Linked DNA regions of Mus musculus: all the other regions are linked to region 1. The links are chromatin contacts, called in public HiCAR-type and HiChIP or PLAC-seq maps. All regions are on one chromosome and are shown on one strand. The core of a region is the stretch at or near the end of the contact, and the rest is flanking DNA. Distances in the headings are between cores, read along the strand shown. Region 1 has its middle 11 kb from the start of 1700110C19Rik. Region 2 overlaps Prkn (parkin RBR E3 ubiquitin protein ligase). Region 3 has its middle 37 kb from the start of Pabpc6. Region 4 overlaps 4930452A19Rik (RIKEN cDNA 4930452A19 gene). Region 5 has its middle 3.9 kb from the start of Gm51424.

The links. HiCAR-type assays count read pairs that join an accessible place to other places. HiChIP or PLAC-seq counts read pairs in DNA pulled down with a chosen protein or histone mark.
Region 2: a contact with region 1 is called in an H3K4me3 HiChIP or PLAC-seq map of forebrain, with 4 times the contacts expected there. The contact joins two enhancer-like sites. A contact is called at or near these places in 5 of 39 promoter capture datasets (cranial neural crest, frontonasal cranial neural crest, hippocampal neurons and 2 more), 4 of 484 Hi-C or Micro-C datasets (cerebral cortex, cortical neurons, myocytes and 1 more) and 7 of 115 datasets of contacts at active chromatin or transcription factors (embryonic basal ganglia, embryonic forebrain, embryonic hindbrain and 4 more).
Region 3: a contact with region 1 is called in a HiCAR-type map of astrocytes, with 2.1 times the contacts expected there. The contact joins two enhancer-like sites. A contact is called at or near these places in 4 of 115 datasets of contacts at active chromatin or transcription factors (astrocytes, embryonic hindbrain, forebrain and 1 more).
Region 4: a HiCAR-type map of astrocytes shows a contact between it and region 1, with 2.7 times the contacts expected there. The contact joins two enhancer-like sites. A contact is called at or near these places in 3 of 39 promoter capture datasets (hematopoietic stem and progenitor cells, neural stem cells and pre-B cells), 1 of 15 datasets of contacts at CTCF or cohesin (stem cell-derived epiblast-like cells), 5 of 484 Hi-C or Micro-C datasets (B cells, the G1E-ER4 cell line, bone marrow-derived macrophages and 2 more) and 15 of 115 datasets of contacts at active chromatin or transcription factors (astrocytes, bone marrow-derived macrophages, craniofacial prominence and 12 more).
Region 5: a HiCAR-type map of astrocytes shows a contact between it and region 1, with 3 times the contacts expected there. The contact joins two enhancer-like sites. A contact is called at or near these places in 4 of 115 datasets of contacts at active chromatin or transcription factors (astrocytes, embryonic forebrain, embryonic midbrain and 1 more).

The regions. Positions count from the first base shown.
Region 1 is chr17:10,334,036-10,336,735 of GRCm38.p6, forward strand. No RefSeq gene overlaps it. Among named protein-coding and RNA genes, the nearest start is that of 1700110C19Rik, 11 kb to the left of the region's middle. RefSeq lists an enhancer at 1-2,700. Within about 2 kb of position 1,391, at least 204 of the 459 cell types and tissues checked have an H3K27ac peak or open chromatin away from gene starts, as enhancers often do. A contact at or near this core is called in astrocytes, cortical neurons, embryonic basal ganglia and 4 more, where this site is marked.
Region 2 is chr17:11,086,648-11,089,347 of GRCm38.p6, forward strand. All of the region lies in intron 2 of Prkn (parkin RBR E3 ubiquitin protein ligase), which reads left to right. Among named protein-coding and RNA genes, the nearest start is that of Gm41526, 46 kb to the right of the region's middle. Within about 2 kb of position 1,389, at least 25 of the 459 cell types and tissues checked have an H3K27ac peak or open chromatin away from gene starts, as enhancers often do. A contact at or near this core is called in cortical neurons, embryonic basal ganglia and forebrain, where this site is marked.
Region 3 is chr17:9,631,477-9,634,176 of GRCm38.p6, forward strand. No RefSeq gene overlaps it. Among named protein-coding and RNA genes, the nearest start is that of Pabpc6, 37 kb to the right of the region's middle. Within about 2 kb of position 1,280, at least 29 of the 459 cell types and tissues checked have an H3K27ac peak or open chromatin away from gene starts, as enhancers often do. A contact at or near this core is called in astrocytes, forebrain and stem cell-derived neural progenitor cells, where this site is marked.
Region 4 is chr17:9,758,184-9,760,883 of GRCm38.p6, forward strand. The region is part of intron 3 of 4930452A19Rik (RIKEN cDNA 4930452A19 gene); the gene reads right to left. Among named protein-coding and RNA genes, the nearest start is that of 4930452A19Rik, 16 kb to the right of the region's middle. Within about 2 kb of position 1,423, at least 47 of the 459 cell types and tissues checked have an H3K27ac peak or open chromatin away from gene starts, as enhancers often do. A contact at or near this core is called in astrocytes, forebrain, heart atrium and 1 more, where this site is marked.
Region 5 is chr17:9,578,896-9,581,595 of GRCm38.p6, forward strand. No RefSeq gene overlaps it. Among named protein-coding and RNA genes, the nearest start is that of Gm51424, 3.9 kb to the left of the region's middle. Within about 2 kb of position 1,321, at least 54 of the 459 cell types and tissues checked have an H3K27ac peak or open chromatin away from gene starts, as enhancers often do. A contact at or near this core is called in astrocytes, where this site is marked.

The sequences.
Region 1 (2,700 bases), core at 141-2,640:
ACATTTCTGTCACCCTGATCCATAAACTTCCTCCTGCCTTAAGGTGATTGGAGCTAGTTTTCACCAGCTTATAAGGGCAAGGTACCAGTTTACCAGCTTTGTCCAGATTCCTTTTAATTTTCAGTGAGCTTCTATCTGATTGAAGGTTTCTTGTAGTAAGTAGTGAACTGGGGCAAATTGGAAGTTTTTATGAAATTTAGCACATTTCCTCCGATGTTTCCTAATAGTAAGATTTAACTAGTAATATTTGTACACTTTCGTTCAAAGCAACATAGTTGCAATCCCAGGTATTTCCAAAATGTGAACTAGGATGTAAGTTATTTTCTATTGCTAACTATTCAGGCTCTCATTGCTGTATAGTGTGTACCCCAAACTAAGCAGGATGCTTCATAAGACCTATAATCCATGTGTTTCATCTCAACCACTGTTAGGTATTACAAGGCTTTGACTTAAAATTCCTACCTGGTTAAAGCAACCCCCTTTCCACAGAGGAGTCTTTGTCCCAAAGCTGCTTAGTTCCATGTTGCCATCCTCTTCCTTTCTGATGAAAACTAGCCTGGCCAATCCATCCTTTACTGCCCCTGTATTCACTCCCAGGCTTTAAGGCCATTGGTCATCCTTCCTGTGAGACAGTGCTTTAGGAAGAAAGGAAGACTGCTCTAGCTTCCTCTCTTGAGCTCTGAGCCTTTGCTCTCTCCCTTGCTCTGTGCACTCCAGACCTCCCAAAATAAAAGCCAGGAGGAGTGTTTAAAAATAGTTTTTAAAAGCTTCATAGGGTGTGTGGGTGTCAAGGTAGCTGTTTGCGTGCAGACTTTCTCTTGGGATTCTGGGTTCTGTGCACAGAACATTTATGGAAGTTTTTCAACCTTCCATAGTGAGTGTCGATGTATTGTGTCTAACCCACAGGCTGATTTTGCGCACGTTTTCCCCGACACAGCCACATTCTGTTCCCTTTTCTTGCCTTACGTATTAGTGTAGACCCCTAGATCTTCATGCCTCACTTCTGTGGGTGGCAAAGGAGAAGGCAGCCGCCAGCGCAGTGGAGAGGGCAAAGCAAACCTGTCTGTTAAGAAAGAGCGGGACAGAACAAAGAGCACACATCCTTTGCCAACAGTCTTCGGAAACAGGCTCAGTCCGCTCATGCGCAGGAAGAAGGCCGGCCCGGGATAGTGTGGGCAGGAACAGGCAGAATGACCCCCGGGGATCACGGGTTTGTTGGAGTTTCCAGCACCTTTCATCCTTTGTCCCCACTTCTGATTCACATGCATATTACCCTGACCAACTCCACACTAAATTCTCTTTCTCCCCCTGGCTCTCTGGAAGGTGGTGGGAACCTCTAAATATTTATGAGGTGTCCGGGACTCTGGTGCTCTTGTGGCGCTAATGAATGCGTGCCTGCGCACAGGGACCCGAAACCCGGCAAAGGGACGGCCACACAGCTCCTGGCCTCGCAGTTCCCAGGCCCGGAAGAAAGCGGGGAGGATGAAGGGAGGAGAAGCTGTTGTCAGGAGAGAAACAAACGGTCGGGCTACACAAAAGAAAGAACAGAGTTCCATCTTTGCCCGCTGGAGCGCTCTGGAGCGGGTAGGAATGTGCGTGAGGCAGGGGAGTAACTCGCCCGATTCCCAAGTCGGAAATGAGTTTCCTAGGAGACAAAGAACCTACCCGCATTTTCTTTTAAGCCCCACTTTCTCCAGTTAAGAGTCTGGACCTCTCGCAGAAGCTGTTAGGGTCCTTTATGCGCTGTTTTCATTAGGGAGCTAAATTCCGTCTTAAAGTGAACTCTCCCTAAATATGTTTGCATAAAGGAATCTATAATTCTAGCTTGGAATGTAAATCACCTGTAGTAACAGGTGGTCTTCGTGGTATCTTAATAGAAAGAGTGATGTATTCATACATTGGAAATGAACCGGGGACGTCGGAATGTCCGGAACATCAAGCACCAGAAAGAATCGTCTGCCTAGCCCCCATTGGCTCGCGTCTCCAGACACCGAGATCTGAGGGCTCCCTCAATGTCACTCCCAGGCGGGGGAGTCTGCAGGCAGCTAGTCTATTGAAGTCATCCATACAATGCTGATTATTTTCCTTTGTAGGTCTCAATATCCAAAAAGATTAAGGTTTTGTTACTTTAAAACACTCGTTCCGGATGCAAGAAACAAGTAACCTTGGCTCCGCTCATCTATCTTCCTAGGATGCTAAAAAAAAAAAAAAAACTAGGAAATCCTACCTCAGGCCTGGTCATGGCCCAAACTTTAGCTCTGCCAAAGGGAGGCAAAGCAGAAACTGAGCCCTAGCTTCCTTTTGAACACACTAGAAGCTCTGCGCAGCTCCGTGACAGCCTGTAAGTCAGTTGTAGAGAGCTAAGACTTCATGTTGGAAGATTCAAAACATGTCCCCAGGATCCCACCCTGCCCTGTCACCCAGACCTGACTATGTGATTCCTAAACATTCCGCACAGGAGAAAGACTGAATTTCTTGTGCTTCTGCACCAGGGCATTTCGTGGAAAAGTGCGAGTTAGTAGGAATATTTAGTAAATGTTTTCAGTGAGCATTGCGTAGCTTTGATCAAAAGAATGTACAGATTCTGTCGCCATTTTGTGAGGTGATAGGACTGAGTTTGTAAACACGACTACTTTGTGGTTGTCTATCGTTGTGGCTTCTACTCCGGTGATCTTTCCAGTTGGCCTTGCTAGGATCTGC
Region 2 (2,700 bases), core at 139-2,638, 750 kb after region 1:
TGTTACATTAGGGCATGTGGAGGCTCCCTGGGAAGCTCTGTTTGAGAGTGCTTTTATTCCAAAGGGCACCATCTGGACCCATGTATGAACAGTGTGCAGTTTTAAGTGCAGGCTTTTGCTCATTAAAGTGGGTCAAACGTATATTGAATTGGAAATGACATTTAAGTTACTCTCAAACAAATATTACCTTAACCATCTTCCTTGGTCCTTGCCACCCACATCAAGTACAGCTCAATTGCTCTGATATCCTTTGCACAGGATAGAGCACAAGAGAAAGCATGTGACACTGAGGGGGTAAAGGAAACTCTCCTATGCCAATCAATACATTGTATCAAAAGTGCTGGCAAATGGAGAACTATGAATGCATATGTGTGTAACTTTTCCTCAGGAATTGACATCCCTACTTTAGATTTTTGTAAAGCGCCAAAACCTTTCATGGGTATAGATATGCCATGCCACAAGGATGACACCATTTGCTATCATTAGGAATAAACAAATAAAAATTCCTTGGAGTTTTGGTAATATTGTTTGCGTCTATTACCCTGAGCTGTTTGATTTCCTTCACAGCCTGCATCTGTTTAATTCAAATTACGCACATGTCTCTCTGGACAGTAATTTCTTCCAGCTGCTGAGATCATGGAGCAGGAGTGCTACATATTCAAAACAGCTGTTTAACTTAGGACCACTTTGCATCACACCCGGAACTGGACTACATGGCTCACGAAGACTGTACCTTCTCATTTATAAAAATATTCTGTCATTCGCTTATTAAGTGGATTTTAAAACTCCTCAACCTTGAATGTACAGAAACAAAAAGCAGTCTACCTTTACTCAAATTTCCATTTAGAAAAATGACATGCTTTGTATAAGTGTAAAATACTGACCTCAATTTGTTCAAAATGACTTATTAAGAATCAGACCAGAGAGAAAATTAGGTAAAACTGAGAATATAGTTCATTAAAGCTTTTAACCTACTTATAGGAAAAATCTTGAAAAAGAAGAATTTTGAAAAAAAAATACTGGTTGATCTCTCTCTCTCATACACACACATACACACACACACACACACACACACACACAGAGAGAGAGAGAGAGAGAGAGAGAGAGAGAGAGAGACAGACTCTCACAGCCCAGCAGCATATTTAATTGAATTTATCAAAATGCCTCCAAGCAGAATATATATTTACTCTGCTGTTTTGAATGCAAAAACCTATGAAAAAGAGAAAAAAAGCAAATCTCGGGCTGTCACTTCCTGTGTTCGCCAGGCACATAATTTTCTTCTCTGCACAAAGCAGAGGCTCCATCAGAGTAATTCACCTCCCTAGCTCCTCTGAGTAGCAACCGGCTCCTCTCAGCCCCAGCTGTTCTCCTGTGAGGCAGCGCTTTCTCTGGAGAGGGGCGGTTGGGCCTGCGAGACAGAACATAAAGCACTTAGCAACATAGTCTACAACACTCAGGGAACAGGGTCGAGGGTACAGACAGCAGCTCTCCACACCAGCCCTCCGGTAATGGAACCATGTAGATGCCTGTGAAGAGACACTGGCACATACATTCACAAGCCCAGATGGGGCTTTTAAAGTCTGATGTTGAAGGTAAAAACATCTTCGAAAATGACATAATTTGGGAGGGGGAAGAAGGTGCTGGCATGTCTCATATAAACTTGTTACTGTTTTTGTTGTTGTTGTTTTCTTGTTTGTTTTTAAGGATAAAAAGTACCACCACATGAGAGGGCTTAGTGTTTTATTTTATTTCAAATAGACTCCCATTAGCAGTACTGATAAGTATCAGAAGGACTCACTAGGCAGAACACATAGAACACTACATTCTGAAAGTATGTTTTGCTAGTTAAATTTGAGATTAGGTCTTTACACCTCTTAATTAAATTTCAAATTACTGAGTGCATAACAGCCACTCTTGACGGATGCTTATATCATAAAACTGCTGAGATCATTAGTATGGTCTGGCATGAACCTCTGTAGTTCTCATCCCAGCTCTTTTGACCATGGGAAGCTGGCTGTTCAGCCATTGGGACTGGATCATCATGTTCGCTGTGGTACTTGGCTTCCCACACATGGGGCTTTAGTGCTACATTAGTGTGTGCCTGTGAATTAAGCTGTCTTTAAAAGCACTAGGTTGTCTCTTAGTGGTAGTGTTTTACACAATTATAACTTTTTATAATTTTTTATTTCTACAGATCATCCAAAAATCAAATTATTCTAGTCAAGAATATAAATGTTACAATGATACATAATTCTAAGAGACAGATAAAATAGTTACTTAAAATGCCAGTAGACAGCACCAGTTTTTAAATAACAGAAGTTTACTCTTATTTGTGTTTTTGACCCTTAAGATGTACCTGAATAATGGAAACTTTGCCAGCAGTAGATTCAACTGCTGCCTGCACATACCTCAAATTAGCCAACTGAGGACAGTTGTGTGAATCTGTAGCATGACAGGTAAATACATTTGAACAGGTTCCAACACCCACTTTGGAGTGTGTTACTTTAACTGGCTCAAAAGCAGCACAGTAGCACTGCCTAAACTCAAGGTTCTCCGCCCACTTGCAGCCTCTGCAGCTGGAGGCACTAAGTAACAAGTGTGAACTCAGAGGATACATTAAATGGCTACTCTCCATCATCTATTCATAGAGACAAATATTTAGGAAACTAACCTGAGTGGAAGTACTATGATTTTTAGTTT
Region 3 (2,700 bases), core at 30-2,529, 700 kb before region 1:
AGGAGGAAGAGAAAGGAGGAGGAGGAGGAGGAGGAGGAGGAGGAGGAAGAGGAGGAGGAGGAGGAAGAGGAAGAGGAAGAGGAGGAGGAGGAGAAGGAAGAGGAGGAGGAGGAAGAGGAGGAGGAGGAAGAGGAAGAGGAGGAGGAGGAGGAGGAGAAGGAAGAGGAGGAGGAGGAGGAAGAGGAAGAGGAAGAAGAAGAAGAAGAAGAAGAAGAAGAAGAAGAAGAAGAAGAAGAAGAAGAAGAAGAAGAAGAAGAAGAAGAAAAGAAGAAGAAGCAGCAGCAGCAAGAAGAAGCTACCAAGAGTTAGCTGAGGCATAAAAATGTAGCCCTGTGGGCTAACTTGTTGGAGTTAAGAGCAGCCCAGATGAAACCTAGTAAGTAGTAAGTAGTGATTCAGGGTTACTGATAGGAGAGTAGATTCAACAGAATGGAGGGTAGACAGCTGCCCAGTTACTGTGCTGGTTAAGGCTTACTGTAAATATAAATGCCGTGAGTGTGTTTTTAATCCTGGAATCCAATAACCAAGGAGGGGTGGAAACCCTGGGCCAGGATTTAAATAATTAATATTATAATTCAGTCCCCATACTTAATGTTTCACTTTCTAGTGCAGTCTACATGTACAGAGTCAGCAATATTCAGGATGAGTCTTCTTCTCCTATGTTCTCCCTGGAGCAACTCTACCTCCCATGTATTTTAATAGATGACATATAATGTCAGTTAGAGTCCAGTAAGGCCTACTACATTTGAGGCTTGAGTCTCTCTGAATCTTGCTGCTGTATTTCTGAATGGAGATCTGTGGGCCTGGCAGTTTGCCACTTCAAAAGCCTGCCGGTTCATTTGTCACTTCTAAGCAACAAATCAGTTCATCATTTGTTTGCCAAGGAAGGCAAAGCAAACAGGAGCAGTCATCGTCAGTACACAGACAGAATGCTAACCTGGTCTGTCTCGAACTTAGGAAGGTCATATGGGAGCTGGAACAATTTCTTCCTTGGCTGTTACGAAACACCTTACAAAGTCAACTTAAAGAAGGGAATGGTTCGTTGGGCCTGTGGTTCAGAGATTGGGGGACTGTAGCCCACAGTTGCAGGAGAAAGTGACAATAGGACTCGGGCAACTCCCCCCATTGCATCTGCATTCAGCAAGCAAGCAGCAGACAGGAAGGAAGGAAGGAAGGCTGGACTATGAATCCGCAAGTGTGCTCCCTTTGGCTTCCTCCTGAAGACTCCATTTCCCACAACAGAACCACTGATTGAGGGGACCAACTGTTTAAATCCACGAGCTACTGGGGATATTTTACATTCAAACCACAGCACACGCTCAGCAGCTCCTGGCTCGTGCAGCAGAGCATCGAAAGGAGTCCAAATGTTCCTGTGGAAAAGAATTGTCTTCCCTCCATTGTGCTGGTTTGTCAACTCGGGTCACTTTCGAGTTCCTTGTGCATTTCTAAAGATCTATCACCAAAGAAAGCAAACTGCAGCAGCAGCATTTTTAAGAAGGCGCCAGGGATGTCAGTTTAGACTTTCCCATTAGTTTATGATGGCAGTTCTGGCATTTCAAAGCAGGGTGCAGCTGTGTGGGAAAGATAGAGGAACGTGGTGCCCAATAATGGTCCCGCCCCAGAACGGGAACAAGTTACTGACAGCTCAGATGGCCTTCCGGGGTTTCTAAAGTCAGCGTCGTTGGGATGGTGTGGCGAATGGACTCATTGTCTCTAAAGGGTTTGGAATAAAAGCTGCAATGTAAGAAGAAAACAAAAAAACAGAATGAAAAGACAAAATACTGACAATTTACTGGGCATGATACCCTGGGGAAAGTACATTCAGTTCTACCAAAAAAGACACTTTGCCTATGTAGACCTTTCTCTTTCTTTACAAGCATTAAGCAAGATAATGTGTGTTTTTAAGGAGCTTCATGGTGCCTGGAACAAAACATGTTTTTAGAAGAGGCTTTGCTTTATAAAGAAAAGTATAATTCACCATCATTTGATGTGCTGAGTAGTTGGTGGGTTTGTTGTTGTTGTTGTTGTTTGGTTTTGTTTTTGTTTTGTTTTGTCAACTTGACACAGCCAGGAAGGATCACCTGGAAAAAAGGAAGCTCAGTTGAAAAAAATGAGTTCTTCAGATTGCCCTATAGACAAGTCTATAGGGCTTTCTTTTTTTAAATTAATGATTGGCATGGAGGGCCCATTCCACTAGGGACAGTACCACCCATGGGTAAGTGGTCCTGGGTTGTCTAAGAAATCCATCTTTAAGGGTGTCACCATGGAGTTTCCATCTCCACTTTAAGGCTTGCCTCCTGTTCACTTAATAAGTCTCAGACATCCTTGCATCCTTTCAAGCATGGCAGGACTAGCATGAGCCTGTACACCTACAGTTTGTCTTATCACAAAGATCATGAACCAAGCAGCAGGATGACTGTCTACAGAAATTCTTCCCATAACTCAAAAGTATGTGTGGTGTGCTTTCCTCACAAGCCATCTGTCTGGCAGCCTCAGCCCCTTTCAGTCACTTCTTCCTATCAATAGATGTTCAGACTCTTGCTTGTTGTGTAGGTGGCAAGCAGCAACCCCTCATTTTGTTGAAAGAGCCCTAAAGTGCCATTACCAGGGGTGGTATTTTAATAGTTATCAGATGCACTATTTATTTGGCATGTAACTGAGCTTTCCAACGAGGTACCTGTCCTGCCGTAGATACAGAAA
Region 4 (2,700 bases), core at 173-2,672, 580 kb before region 1:
TTGAGCAAGGGATCTGCATGGCAGCAACACCTTTTCCTAACTTTCCAAACCCAAGTTAACTTCCCTTTGTCAAAATTGTGAAGCATTAATGTGCCCAAATGAAAGGTCAGAGGTATAGACTTGTGTCCTGGCCTCATTTCCAGTAAGAATGGTCTACATGGAGTAAGGGAGGCTTACAGCTTTACCTAGGCCAGTCCCGAAGATGAAGGCACAGATGGGTGGGTATTGGCTGTGGACCATTCATTCAATGGTCCAGTAAAAACAGTGGAGCCAGGCTCTGAACCAAGAGGTCCCATGCTTACCCACCCCAAACTGCCCCTTCCCATACCCTCACCCTATTCCCTAACAAAGATCCTTTAAGTTATGTCTAACAGAAAACCCCTTATTCTTTAGTAAGAAAAAAAGCAACTAAATAGAAAAAAAAATTAAAATTACCCGCAGAGCAACCAGTTTCTGACCCTTTCCTCTGCTGCAGAGAGCTATAGCCTTCCTTTGCAATAAACTTAACTTGCTTACTTTTCTTTAAAAATATATACAAATTCGCAGCAGTGGCAGCAGCACTCTGAGGACCCAACCCCTGTGGCTCAACATGAGGGCAGTGATGCTGGCTGCTTAGTTTGGCTCACCTGGGCTGCTATGGTGTCTGTGGATATTTGAGAACTGTGTGGCTGAAACACACAAGAGAGAAATGTTAGTGATGTCCATGAACTTTTCTAACACAGCTGTTAGAAATCAGCAACCTGGATGGCTTAGGACTGGTGCCAGACATAGCATCAGAGATAGTTGGTCCCTCACCTTCTACTCTTGGACTTCTCATTAAAGTAGACTGCCACCATAGCTCACGCTGCTACTGATCACTGGGGAAACTAAGGCAGGCAATCATTTAAAGCTGAGCCCCATCTGCATTCCCGGATGAGGTCCAGGCCAGAGTCGGCTCATGTTGTCTTCAAAATAAAACAAACAAAAAGACAAGATGTCCCAACCCAACCTCAAAGGTAAGTGGCCCCTAAGGTCCCTGGCAGAAATTTTGACTAGCATTCAGAGATGGGAGCATAAAAACACCAGAGTTCCCAGGACCCCACATTCTGGGTTTAGAATCAGGGTGGATCCAGTTGCCCTCACATGTGGTATAGAAACAGGCTCATCAGAAATCTCCTTAGGCAGATGATGAACTTATAAACCAAGGAGGGGTATGTGGGAGGGTTTGGCAAGAAAAGTGAGAAATGATGTAATTATATTATAATCTCAAAAAACAAAAAAAAACAAAAAACAAAAAAAACCCTGTAATAAAAAACGTTCTGGTTGGGGACCCCTGGGCCACTAGGGGGAGCCAGGGGAATGATATCGGAGGGCTCTTGGGGTTGGGGGGGGGGGTTACCAGATCTGAGGAAGAACTTGGGAACCACTACCACAGTGATTTTGTTACACTGAAAGGCACACAGCCCTCTCTGAGGCTCTCTGGAATCAATCCGATGTGTGTGGTACGGAGAGAGGTGCTCACTGAGGATGCTGGCCCTTCCTGAGACCCGCAGCCTCAGGTCTGGGCAGCCAGAGTCACACATGGCTGAGCATCAAGGACACAGAGGCAACCAGGGCGGGCTATTCTCAGAGTGTTGGAATGGAGGTGACAGGTCACATCAGGGTGGCGTTCAGAGCAGTGAAGGACTTGGGGCTTGAAACCTTAGCCATAACTAGGCTGTCTCTGAAAATTTTGGACTCATCTGAGAGGGGGGTGCAGCAGCTACACAGAATGGGGGAGGGACTCTTGGTTACAGTCATTCCCATAGGACATTTCATGTCTCCAGGGCAGCAAACATCACAGCCTGGAGTTACCACCAGCCACAATACTGAAGAGAAAGACCACAGACTTTAGCCCATCTAGCAGCTGCCCTCACCCTTTTTATTTTTTTTCTCAAAGGAAAAGTGCTGACACCATTTTCCAAGCCTTAATTATACATAAAAGCTCTCTCTTTAGTCAAAGAAAAGCTGAATGTAAACTCAAAACCATATTGACGTTATTGACCCACCGTGGCCCCACATGAGCCTTACATCTGCCTGCCAATATGACAGAAACTGGTAGGCGAAGGACACAAATGTCCCGTGTCCTTGACAGACAGACAGCCTTCGTTTCCACATCAGCAGATTCTGTCTTTGTGGATTTGTGAGGAGGAAGAGAATAGGGCTCCTGATAGAAGCTTGGCGTACAACTCCCCAGCATCCTTCAAGTGATAAGCAAAAGCTTCCATGGCTCACCACTCTCTGCCTAGACAAATTCTAAATATGGATCTGCACATATGTACAGATTAGACTGAGCACACAGGAGCAAAGCAAGCTGGCCATCCGTCCCTCCTGTCCCCTCCCTCTGTAGGAATCTGGCTGGGGATGTAGGTTTGAGTTCACAGTACTGACGATCTCAGAGTCCAGCTGAGCATAGCACAGGAAATCAACATGCCTGCATCTGAACTAACTGCATTCTGCTTCATTGCCCTGCTTGCCAACAAATGTTTATGCTCTTATTGCCTAAGGTCCTATGATTCAAAAGGGGGCCCATATATTCTACCATAGCATCTCCAGTGCATTAGTACTTAATGGCCATGGGCCGTGGAGCGACACTGTTTAACCAAGGTTACTCTTTTTTTTTTTTTTTAACCTCAGTGCTATTTTGGTCTTGAGTGTGCTTCTGGCCTTTGTGGTTTTATG
Region 5 (2,700 bases), core at 71-2,570, 760 kb before region 1:
TGTGTGTATGTGTGTGCATTCATGTGTGTGTGCATTCATGTGTATGTATGTGTATGCTTGTGTGCATGTATGTCGTGGATCTCTGTGTGTGTGTCTGTGTGTGTGTATCTATCTGTCTGTGTGTGTGTTTATCCTTGCATATGCATAGATTGCTAGAGCAATCCATACTGCTGTTCTTTAGCTCTTTCAGTATAATGATGTTTCAAAAAGTACAATGCCTCAAACATGCCAACCTTCTGAATTAATCTTTCCAACACACACACACACTCACACACACACACACACACCCTTACATCTGTTATAGGCTCAGAGATGGATAGAAACACTGTCCTCTGTTTTGATTCACCTGTCACAAAGTTCTTGACACAAGATTAAATATTGGTCATTAGATGAATTCTATTACTGACTACATTCTGGGCATTCTTGAGCCATAATCAGATCTCCCAGGGTTTCATTTAATTCAACATTAAATGGAAGAATTAACATGGAACTCATATTGATAAGGGAAATGAACAGCCTGGGGGGCCCTGTCAATACCTTAGCAAAGAGAAAAAGAAATCGCCGAAGGGCACTTTACTTTTGTCTGTTCACTGAATCAAACCAGCTCCGTGAAGACATGAAATTATGGCAGTCCAGACAGATAAACATGGACCCCTGAGACAGACCTGTCAAAGCCCGGAGCTCTGGAGCCATCCAGAGGGCTAAGAAGGGAAGGTTGTAAGATCTAAGGAATCTACCCAGGCTAAATGGTGAGACAGGACAGGCTCAGTCTGGAAAAAGCCACTGAGGGCTTAGGGCTTCCAGGAAGCTTGCAGTGGGGTTGGTGATATATTTACAGCCCGAGTCTCACTAGCAAACACCCCTGATATCATTGAATGACCCCGAATTACAAGAAAATAATTAAACAATAGCAGGAAGCCATGTCTTCCATTGCCTACTGAGGCATAAGATTAGGAAGAGACCCCATGAGAAAGCTAAGTCTCTGGGCCTCTCAACTCCAGATAAACAGAATCCAAGTGTCCAGCAAAATGTTAATGAGTTCTAATCTGCAAAGAGGTCTTGCCTGGGACCAAATAAATTTGCAAGTCCTGGCTATGCAACACAATGAAACTCTTCAGTAAAGACTCTCACAGACTATTTAGTGTGCTGCTCATGATAATTCCCCCAACGCAGTGTGGCATTTCCCAAACTCATTTAACTTGGGAATATTTTTTCTAATTCAGAGCCCCCATTAGCATTGGACGTTTGTGTATGGGTGCCTCTCAATTTGGAAAACAGTGGTGTAGGTCCATTTACATTTCAATGGATGCCTGCAGACAGCTCCCATTCTGTCGGTTTGGCATGAAAACCCCCAAGGAAGCTGACTCCTGACAGGATAGAGCATAGAAAGACCAGTGTGCCAGCCTAGGCAGAAAATGTCCGAATTGGCAAGCGTGTTCACAAATCTTTAGATCTGACAGTGCTCTGGTCATTTATGCTCAGTGCTCAGATCTGCAAAGAGCCAAGTCGGCCTGAGGGAAGTCATTGTCCTCAGAGGAACAACTGGGAAGGGAACTGAGCCTGGATTAGGCAGTAGGTGAGAAAGACCCTGTGGGTCGCTGTAGGTGGTAAACCTCAAAGAAAAAAAGAATGAAAGCCAGTGCAGATTGGCCTCCTGAACCTAGATCAGTCTTCTGTGGAGTCTAAGGCCAGGCCGTCATTGCCAACATATTTAAAGTACAGTATAATTAGACAACAATCCATCCAGTCCTAGGGGTACAATAAAACATTTTCCCTTTTTTTTTTTAAAAAATTAGATATTTTCTTTATTGACATTTCAAATGTTATCCCCTTTCCTTGTTTCCCCTCCGAAAATCCCCTATCCTCTCTCCCCTCCCCCTGCTCCCCAACCCACCCACTACCACTTCCTGGCCCTGGCATTACCCTACACAGGGGCATAGAACCTTCACAGGACCAAGGGCCTCTCTTCCCACTGATGACCTACTAGGCCATCCTCTGCTACATATGCAGCTAGAGCTATGAGTTCCACCATGTGTTTTCTTTGATTGGTGTTTTAGTCCCGGGGGAGCTCTGGAGGTACCTGGTTAGTTCATATTGTAGTTCCTCCTATAGGGCTGCAAACCCCTTCAGCTCCTTTGGGTACTTTCTCTAGCTCCTTCATTGGGAACTCTGTGCTCTGTACAATAAAACTTAAGGTATGACTAGATAGCAACTGCTTTACAAAGAACGTATGATTATGAAGGTGAGTTCTATAGCTAAAAGAGCTAGTATCTATTGAGGTCTCTACTGAGACAGCATAGAGGTCACCAGGCAAAAACATGCATAAGTCATCTCGCTGAAGGGATAGGTAATGGTCTGGGGATGGAAGAGTCTAAGACAATCATTTTGGGAAATTTGGGTGAGGTCTGCCTCTACAGGTAGCATAAAGGTCACTGGGTCATCAGCAAAATCACTCTCAGCTGTTTGGAAAGGAAAACAGGTATTTTATCACCTCCGTTGAGAAAAGGTCCTGTGTGTTTAACATTCCTAGTTCCCCTAGTGATCTGTGGGCACAAGGACTTTTGTACCTCTAACAAGTAGAGACAAGAGCCTTGGGCACAAATGACAGAGAATCCACATTAAGCAGGCTCACAGCTTCCTTGGTGATCTGAGGCTCCTGGCTATAAATCCACTCAGCCTGCATTAACTCCTGGTCTCTTT